Regions from separate parts of the Pan troglodytes genome. Here region 2 is linked to region 1. Evidence: chromatin contacts called from public Hi-C data. All regions are on one chromosome and are shown on one strand. The core of a region is the stretch at or near the end of the contact, and the rest is flanking DNA. Distances in the headings are between cores, read along the strand shown.

Evidence for each region. A called contact is a pair of places that touch in the nucleus more often than the background predicts.
Region 2: a Hi-C map of stem cell-derived neural progenitor cells shows a contact between it and region 1, with 4 times the contacts expected there. The contact joins the enhancer-like site here to the promoter of IRX3 in region 1. A contact is called at or near these places in 2 of 7 Hi-C or Micro-C datasets (induced pluripotent stem cells and stem cell-derived neural progenitor cells) and 1 of 1 datasets of contacts at active chromatin or transcription factors (stem cell-derived excitatory neurons).

The regions. Positions count from the first base shown.
Region 1 is chr18:52,232,201-52,237,204 of NHGRI_mPanTro3-v2.0_pri, reverse strand. IRX3 (iroquois homeobox 3) reads left to right here and starts at 2,855. Exons shown (of 4, transcript XM_016929854.3): 1 at 2,855-3,847; 2 at 4,018-5,004. The coding sequence starts at 3,581.
Region 2 is chr18:52,602,320-52,607,323 of NHGRI_mPanTro3-v2.0_pri, reverse strand. No RefSeq gene overlaps it. Among named protein-coding and RNA genes, the nearest start is that of IRX5, 280 kb to the left of the region's middle. Within about 2 kb of position 2,668, at least 8 of the 24 cell types and tissues checked have an H3K27ac peak or open chromatin away from gene starts, as enhancers often do. A contact at or near this core is called in stem cell-derived neural progenitor cells, where this site is marked.

The DNA of each region.
Region 1 (5,004 bases), core at 1,606-4,105:
AAGGATAGAAGATGAGCCGAGGCTGGGAGTCCGAGGGCTGCAGCGGCTCCCCTCGACGGGGACGTGTGAGCACCGTGAGGCTGGGCGAGGAGGGGGCAGGAAGCGGGCCTGGTGACTCCCCTCTTGTGAAGTGCGAGGCGCAGCCCCCAGAACCTGGCGGGCCGCGGGCCCTGGGCACACGTCGGGCAGCCGTTCCCGGTGCGCATCCGGCGCACGCGCGCCAAGCGTGTGCGATGGACAGACACCTTCTCCGAACACTCCCCGCTCCCTGGGCTGCATTGAGAGGGCCTGCAGTCAGTCTCCAAAGCGCTTTGTGCGCTGGGAATGTTGAAAGAAGGCAAGATGATGGAGAAGCTTCTGCGTGAAGCGCGTTCGTGCGCGCGACTTTCCCAAATCTACTTCTGTGCACCTGCTTTTCTTCCCTGTGCGAGTGTGTCACTCTGACCCATTTAATCTGTTGGATTAAAAATCCCTGGAAAAGGTTCAGCTGCCCTCGGACCCTCGAGTTCAGCCCACAGCCGGGCTCCACTTGACCTGTGGAGTTGGGGGACCAGCGCCACGTTGGGACGCGGCTGCCTGGGACGCTGAGTCTCGACGTGGCGCGCAGATGGCCCGGAAAGACCAGGGCTGTTCTCAATTGGAAAGTAGGGTAGCCAGGAGGCCGCTTCGGCTCGAGGCCTGGGGAGCCTGGAGGGATCTAATATGCGAGGTTCTTGGGTGCACGTCTGGGTCTGGAGGTTCATCCCCTGGGCTGTGGGCGCCCCCCCCCCCCCCACCCGCCGGCGTGACTGAGTCCCTAAGAGCCGCCTGGCCCTTCCCTGTCCTCTTTCTCGCCGCCCGCAGTCCGACGCAGACAGGTCGATAGCTGGTTAATGCAGAAGGAGCATCTCCGAGGCTCATTATTGTTTTTTCTTTTCCTTCTGAAAAAAGCTAAATTAAATATCGGGAGTCTCACTCGGTCACTTACAGCGCAGCCCCATTCCCCCCACCTCGGAATCTCGCTCTCAGCTCCTCCTGGTCTGGTGCCACCACTTTGTACAAACACTATGACTTCAGGGCCGTCGAGGCTCGAGGTCTGACACCTAGGACACATCCCGGAAAATAACGTTACTCTCAATTTTGTAACCCCAAGTTTCTTCGCGTGAAAGTGAGCCCAACATTCCCTATGCCACTCTCTGTGAGGTTTAACGGGAAACGAAATCAGGCGTCGAAGAGATATTTCAAAGCCAGGGCGGCCCCTGATGACGCCTCCTCCGGCGAGGCTCCTGAGAAGCCACCAGGCTCCCCAGCACCAGGCAGAGGCGGAAGAGAAGGTGATAGGGAAACTACTCAGATGCAGTCTGGGAATACCCCACTTTCCCTCATTGCCCCCAAAACCTGGTCCTCCCAAAACTTTCCCTTGTTTCCTCCCCGCCCCCATCCCGCCCGCGCAAGGTTTTTGGCGTTCACACCTACTAGGGCCGTGGGCTTGTGCCAAGACCCACGGAAAGAGGTGGGAGGTGGGAAGTGGGAGGTGGGCGGTGGGGGTGGGATCAAAACTGGGTGTCTGCCGTGGAGGTGGAAGAATTTTTCATTCCAGAGCTGGGCTCCCCAGAGCTGTGATCAGAGACAGCCGGGGCCAAGACCCTCTGATCTCCTCTGATCCCGCCACTCTGGTGGAATTCGAATTCGATTCCTGGATCCATCCATGCAAGGTGACGGTTTCCGCCTCCGAGCTGGGGCTGGCCACTCCACCGCAGAGTCACCACCCCCGTTTTGTCTCCGGGGCGTGCTCACTGCAGGCCTGGCCGGCTTGTGGGTCGCCGCCGCGGCCTAAAGCTCTGAGCCCCCAGCCGCGGCAATGCTGGGAATTTCAATGCCGCTATCGACTGCACGCCCTAATCCGTGAAGGTGGGCGCCCGATCCTGAGATTTCAAGTTTGATTTAGGAAATATCCCATCATTAAACCAAAACTCTTGCTTTCCATACCCACCGGAGGCGGTGGGAGGATCCTTGCAGAGAGAAAAGAGGTTAGCGCCGGGACCAGGAGAAGGGGTAGGGGTCGCGCAAGGAAGGATCTCCACAGACGAAAACGCCAATACAGAAACTTCTCGAAGAGCTCTTCAAAAGTTCCTAGGGCCTCTGTCCCCCGGCGCCCTGCTCCTCCCCCATTCCCAGCCGCCTGGGGCGCGGGCCTGCTTCACCGATTTGTGGCGGCTCCCTACCCTTCCAGCGCCCCCGGGCTGCCACCCTTCAGCCCCCGGAGCCAGCCCGCCATTTTTAGTAAGGGATTCGCACACGGACCCGGGGGCGGCGTTAAGTGGCTAATCTCTGGGTTTGGTCCTGCTGGGTTGGGGGCTGCCTCGCCCCCGCAGGGCACCGAGGTGGCCTCTGAAGACTCTGTTAGGACGCACTCCCTCGCTCCCCACCCCCACGCCGGCTGCTAGCTCCCTCCCTAAGCTGCTGAAAGTGGCCGGGAGTCGAGAGGTGCGAGCTGTAAAAGGGGCCCGGGCACAGGGGAGCTCCCGGAGCCAGCCTCGGCCCAGGTCCCGCGCCTCAGCCTGGGGACAGGCTCGGAGGGGCGGGAGGCGGGAGGGGCGAGCTGACCCTGCACTCACCCAGTCCCCGCGCCTCTCGCTCCCCCGCCCGGCGCGAGCAGGAGGGGGCGGGCAGGGACTCGCGGCGCTCCGGCTCCCGCCCCTGCCCCGCCCCGCCCCGCGCGCGGGATCCGCGGGGGTGGGCGGCCTCGCCCGTAAGGCGCCCAGGCGATTGGCGACTCGGGGAAGAGACGCGGGGAAAAGTCGAATAAGAGGGCGCGACGTCAGACCCGAGATTTGGGGAAAGGCGAGGGAGGGGGTGGAAGGGCGGGGATGGACAGACAGACACGGACACACACCCCCCGCGCGGCACCCTAAGTGTCCACAACTTTTGGCTGCCTTACTTAGCCCAGGGCGCAGAGGCTGGAAAGGTTGGGGGGAGTATCGTGTGAGTAAAGAGAGAGATTTAAAAAATAGAAGTAGTGAGAAAGGAAGAAGTGAAGGGAACGGACCGGAGAGCAAAAGCCCTCCTGAGAAAGGGAAAGAGAAGGGGAGAGGAGAAAGGAGAGTTTCATAGCGTCCAGGGCAGTGCAGGAGCCCGAAGGAGCGGAAGCGATCCTGGGGGGAAGAGGAGTGCGGAGAGGGGAGGGGAGAGGAAGGGCGAGGAGGGGGAGTGAAAACTAGAGGAGGGCGAAGGAAGCGAGGCGCGACACTGCTGGGGAGAGGAGGGCAGTGAGGAGCGAGGAGCGGGCAGAGGCAGCTCCCGCGGCCGAGAGGAGGGAGCGCGGCGCAGAGAGGAGGGGCTTGCGCTCAGTAGAAATGTCAATCAGAGCCCGGAGCCCCGGGAATCTCCGCCAATCTGTTCGGACCTGACCTGGCTCCTCGCCGCCGCCGTCGCCGCCGCGGAGCAGATCAATAGGCGAACGCGGAGCACAGCGCAGCGCGGGCGGCAGCGCGGCCCCAAGCCCGGCCCAGCCCCCGATGCGCGCCGGAGCCCGCGGGCGGCGCTGAGCTGGGCGGCCCGGGGGTCGGGCCCCCTCTCCGTCGGTGCCCCGCGGGCCACCATGTCCTTCCCCCAGCTGGGATACCAATACATCCGCCCGCTTTACCCGTCCGAGCGCCCGGGGGCCGCTGGCGGCAGCGGCGGCAGCGCGGGGGCCCGGGGCGGCCCGGGTGCCGGAGCCTCGGAGCTGGCCGCCTCGGGGTCCCTGTCCAACGTGCTCTCGTCCGTGTACGGGGCGCCCTACGCCGCGGCCGCTGCGGCCGCCGCCGCCCAAGGCTACGGCGCCTTCCTGCCCTACGCCGCGGAGCTGCCCATCTTCCCGCAGCTGGTAAGAGCCCGCGGAGCCAGGGAAGGAGGGGTTGGCGCTGGGGCGCAGGGCGAGCTGAGCGCGCGGGGGCCGGACTAGAGGGGTGCAGGCCAGGAGGGGGGAGGCAGCGACGGCTGGGGCTCACCCGCGCTCCCTCCGCGCGTGTTCCTTCCTTCTCCATGTGCGTACAGGGCGCGCAGTATGAGCTGAAGGACAGCCCCGGGGTGCAGCATCCGGCCGCGGCTGCCGCGTTTCCGCACCCGCACCCCGCCTTCTACCCGTATGGCCAGTACCAGTTCGGGGACCCGTCCCGTCCCAAGAACGCCACCAGGGAGAGCACCAGCACGCTCAAGGCCTGGCTCAACGAGCACCGCAAGAACCCCTACCCCACCAAGGGCGAGAAGATCATGCTGGCCATCATCACCAAGATGACCCTCACCCAGGTGTCCACCTGGTTCGCCAACGCGCGCCGGCGCCTCAAGAAGGAGAATAAGATGACTTGGGCGCCTCGCAGCCGCACTGACGAGGAGGGAAACGCTTATGGGAGCGAGCGCGAGGAGGAAGACGAAGAGGAGGACGAGGAGGACGGCAAACGCGAGCTAGAGCTGGAGGAGGAGGAGCTCGGGGGGGAGGAGGAGGACACGGGGGGCGAGGGCCTGGCTGACGACGACGAGGACGAGGAGATCGATTTGGAGAACTTAGACGGCGCGGCCACCGAGCCTGAGCTGTCCTTGGCTGGGGCGGCGCGCAGGGATGGCGACCTAGGCCTGGGACCCATTTCGGACTCCAAAAATAGCGACTCGGAAGATAGCTCTGAGGGCTTAGAGGACCGGCCACTACCAGTCCTGAGTCTGGCTCCAGCGCCACCACCAGTGGCCGTGGCCTCGCCGTCTCTGCCGTCGCCCCCCGTGAGCCTGGACCCTTGCGCTCCCGCACCAGCCCCCGCCTCCGCCCTGCAGAAGCCCAAGATCTGGTCCCTCGCGGAGACTGCCACAAGCCCGGACAACCCGCGCCGCTCGCCTCCCGGCGCGGGGGGGTCTCCACCGGGGGCAGCGGTCGCGCCTTCCGCCCTGCAGCTCTCTCCGGCCGCCGCCGCCGCCGCTCACAGACTGGTCTCAGCGCCGCTGGGCAAGTTCCCGGCTTGGACCAACCGGCCGTTTCCAGGCCCACCGCCCGGC
Region 2 (5,004 bases), core at 1,419-3,918, 370 kb before region 1:
CATGCTCTAAAGCAAATACCAGAGAGCCCCATTTTAACACGTCTTACTTTTACACGTCTTACTTGCATATTCCATGGGTCAAACTGGTCCCAGAAATAGAAGTTCATGCACAATTAATCTGATTTTCTGGTTAATTGAAGCCTCACCAGAAAACTGCTTTGAAAAATTCACTGTTGTTACAGAGTCTTCTGAAAAACGTGTTCAGACACTCTCAGGATGGCAGAGTCTTGCAACTAAAAGAGAATTTGAGGTCTAGGTGCACAAAGGGCAGTGCCTCTGGATCTAGCCAAGATACCTGGACTTCCTGCCTTCTGCACAACCCATTTCATTTTTGAACCATTTTTGTTCCAGGGTATTACTTTGTATTTCCTGCCTTGATTATTGATGAAGTGAATGGTTTTGTCGTTGTTGTTTCTTAACTTGTTTTCTTGATGACAGGCCTTCGGGATACCCTGTTGACTGTTGTCCTGTCCAAGTAGAGACCCTGAAGACGGGGTAAGATGGAGTGAATTTTCAGGGTCTGTGAAACATCTGTGGCCACCATAGACTCTGAGCTTCTTTTCTTATTATCTGTTCCTTTCCAAGGGTAGAGTGAATGAAACCATTAGATGAGTTCCTATTAATCAAATTTTTGCTTTACCGCACTCTAAAGATAGTCCTTACAGGTTGTTGGCATACTTGTAGTGAAGGAAAGAAAGAAAGGAAGAAAGAAAGAAAAAGAGAGAGAGAGGGAGGGAGGGAAGGAAGGAAGGGGAGAAAGGAAGGAAGGAAGGGAAGAGAAAGAAAGAAAGGAAAAGAAAGAAGAAAAAAGAGAAAGAAAGAAAGAAAAGGAAAAGAGAAAGAAAAAAAGGGAAGACTAATTTAAAATAATGTCTAAATTATTTTAATATTAAATATTTTAATATCTAAATATTTAAAATAAGTATACTCTTCTCTGATTTGTGTTATAAGTTCAAATAATAGAGAAACGTGAAATATAGAAAGAGGAAATTCCCTAAAGTGTATCCTATAGGAAAAAAATATCTCACAAATTACAAAAAAAGAGTATCTGGTCCATGCCTGTGTGGAGCTGGTACAGCCCTGAATCGGGTGTGGTTGCAGCTCAGGCTTCTACAGTTTCGGCTGTCAAGCCCACCATCTGCTTGCTTTGCCTTCAAAGCATTGATAGAAACTCCAATCAGCCTTCTAGCTCCTCTCAGAGTCCCAGCTGAGAAAAGTGTTATTCAGGGACATCTAAGAATCCTGATTGCCATCCAGTCTACTAGGCCCCTAGAGCTCTATCTTTGGATCAAGTTGGAGACCAGAAACCTGCTCATTTGTGCTGTATTTATTTAGCCAAGGTTAGGAGTTATTCAGCACACGTGTGGGCCGTCATCTGCCCTCTGCCTATGGCAGGCATCTCTAACGTAGTGTAGCCTCTTTTTTGCCCAGCTTAGATGTGGTCTTGAATCCTTCTCAAGATGAGACTCTGTGAGCCCACCACCAGACAACTGGAATGGGCACTAGACAGGTGCCCCTTTGCTTCACTTTTTTGCTCTGGCCCTGGCAATTTTGCAACTCTGTTTGCTCTCACAGTTGACAGTGAACTTCTGTTCTCATTGACCCCTTATAAAGAGCCCTGAGTGCAGAATTTATTTGAAAATGAAGCATCTGGAAAATTCTTCTCTCCTTTGAAGAACTGTATACTCCAGTGAAGTGAGGCTTTGTCATTAATCGTCATCCCCTTTTCACTCTTGCTGCCAGGAAGCTGTGAGTCAGATTTCAAAGCTCAATGGTAGCAAACAAAATGAGCCTTATAATTGCCCTATTTGCAGCTTCCTTTTTTCTTGTCCAGAGTTTTTGTTTTTATCATTTGTGGTTTGGGTGGTGAACTGCCTTCTATCAGTGAGGCAAAGGTATAAATAAATAAATAAACCAGTTTTAAAACCATGCACCCAATTGTGGTGTCTTATCAACGCTAGCCTCAGTCTGAGAGCACGTTTTGTTTTCCTTCATGCTTAAAAACAAATCCATGCCTTTGCATGCTACCTAAGAAGAAAGATTGGCTGCCAGAACAATGTAACTAGAGCTGGAAAGGGGAAATAAAACTGGGTTGATGGACCTGGATATATGAGATCTTTATTTTCTGCCTTGTGAGAATGTTGTTGCAGCCCCATTTTACAGGTAAGTGAGGGCAGATGCAGCTTCCTGGGGCCACCAGAGTGTGACTGAGTGATGTGTCACTCCTGAGCCCTGCCTCCAGTCCGCTTTGGCGTGTAATCTTGTGCAACCTTTTTTATTTCAAAAGTGCTTCTGCACTCCCCGGTCATTCCAGTGCTGCTGGTGAGCACACTTCATTTCTACTTTGTTTAGCGATCAGAACCGCCACGACTTTCGAAAAGCATGAAATCTCTAAATGAAGGAATGCAAAGTACTTGCCTTCCAACCCCCCTAATATGGAGAAACAATCTGAATACACAAAATTAGAAAAACATACACAGAATGGTTGTTTAAAATTCACAGCTGTCAACATCAAGTATTTTGTATGAGAGAAAGAATGTAAGAAACATCAGGTTAACAAAATAGCTGCAGATGGATCGCTTCGCGCAGAGGACTAGGCTGGCATTGTCTGTGCCCTGTTTTGCGGAGGTTCATTTGCATTGCAGGACAAAGGTTCGCTGTTGGAGACCCTTTCTGTCCATCCTCCTCCTCCAAAAGGCACCTCGCCATCCGCAGTGAAGATAGGCCACCTCCCTCCTCCCATCAGAAACCTACAGGAACGAACACAAATCTGTTATTTTAACACAACGTGGGCACAAAGTGGTGTTTTCATTCCGAATAAAGCTGGGGGAAGCTGAAGAATAGGGCCTTTTATTTGCAGAAGATACTCAAAGGAAGCAAGATTGAACCGTAGGCCAGCGTATAAGAATAAAGTTGTTAGAGATTTTGCAGCCTGTGGCCTGGGAGCTCCACTCTAAGTTCCCTGTCAGCTTGGAGCACTTTGCATCAGAATGCATAATTGCATCTGTTCATTACATTTTTAGCCTAGTCCTCCAACATAGAATAAATTCATCTTCCTCCCACTTTTCAGACTGCCTGGGAGAGGAGACTTTTTTTTCAATTTAATAAACATGATTGACAACAGAAAATGTAGATTTACTTTCTATTATGACTGTATATTGGCGTCCAGAACGCAGACATGTATTTTGCTGATGATTATACGGCAGCCCATTAGCAATTGCATTCATTCCACAAATTCTAAGGGCCCTGTTTTATGATTCTTGTAAGAAGTAGCTTGAAAGTGGCACAAAGAAATATTTAAAAATACTCAGAGGCTAAGGACGTTTTAAGCACTGTATCTAAAGTGGCAGAGATGGCATTTCAATGGTAAAGGCCAGCCGCTAAGACCAGTACTGTTGAACTCTGGGCCTCCAATCCCTGGACTGTATTAAGGGGGTTGAGCTGGAAGAGGATCAATGTTTTGCCAGTACCTTTGAACCGGGAACCCTTGAGTTTTAAATCTGCTATTGCCCCACCAGACAGCTGCCTCTGCCTCTGCCCAAGGTCACGGATTGACAGTGAGACAACTGGGACGGACACCCTGACTTACCTGGAGAAGAGGTTAGAATAGTGGGAGGGAACCTGGGGAATCTAGCCCGTCTCTTCCTTCCCTCTCTCTCTTTGGTCGGCCCCGGAAAAAGTGGGTGAAAGTCTGCCTTCCCCATTTGGGTGGAGGCATAGCACAGGAAAGATGACTTTAACTAAAGCTGAGAGACCAGGAGGACGATGTGATTTCTGAGGCCATGGCATGAGGCGCCATGAGTCTGGGGGTGGTGGCTGTCCAGTCCTGCTCTGGACGGTGGTCCCATGATGTAACTGAGGGCCTTGACACCAGCTCTTTAAATCAGGGGTGCTTTAGGGGCCCCCTGCTGCCATGGTTTCTAATGGCCTTAATCCCAGGCCTGAGGGGCACGTTAAATAATTTTTCTTTTTTAACCACCTAAGAAACTCTCATGTTTGAGTAGAAAAGAGAGAAAAAAAGCAAATCTTCCAGAGCATACATAATCTCCTCTTGATCTGGTCTTCTCGGGGGCTCTGACTGGCAAAACTAAGCCTGCAGGATGGTTCTGAGAAGAGTGTGAGAATCTCCCTGCCTCCATCTGGGAGAGCACACTGAGGAGGCCCGTGGCATCTTCAGAGCCCTAAGCTCAGACTCTTCTCTAACAGCTGTAGAGACACATATGAGCCTTGATGTCGTGCGGTCATATATCTTCCTCCAAATGAGAGGTCAGATGAGATCATCGGGGTGAAAGAGCTTTGTAAACTAGAGAGCACTGGACAAATGTCAGTCTGTTTTCATTATTAACAGGGAGCACGGGCTCTCTCCTGCCAAGGAGCCTATTAAAATATTTTTTTATCTGAGTTCTTTTTCTTTTTTTAAATTGTTAGCAAATATTTACTCAGAGCCTACCAATGGCCAGGCAGAGCCTACCACTGGCCAGGCACTTTACAAACATAAATCAGATCATGTCACTCTCCGGGTTGAAACACTCCAAGGCGCCCCGTCACACCTAGAATAACATGAAAAGTCTTCACTGTGGCCTGGAAGGCGGCACGTGATGGGGGCCAGCAGCCTCTCCCTCCTCAATTCCCTCCATCTGCCCCCTTTTTCCTCTGCTCTGGCTGGGATGCCCACCTTGCTGCTCCTCAAACATGTCAAGTTCATTTTCACCTTAGGCCTTTGTCCACACTGTTGAATCTTCCTGGAAAACACTCCACTCCACCCAGGTCTCTGTTCAAACGTCACTTCTCCAAAGAAGTCATCTTTGACCACATCTCTAAAATGTCCTCCTTCCACACTAATACTCTTTGTCCCCACACCCCGCCTTAAGGCTCTTCATAGCCCACATCCTAATCTGAAATGATTGAAGATGTTTGTGTGTGTGTGCCTGTGTGTGTGCGTGTATATGTGTGTGTGTATATATATATATGTTTATTGCTGTCTCATCCACTAGAACACATGCT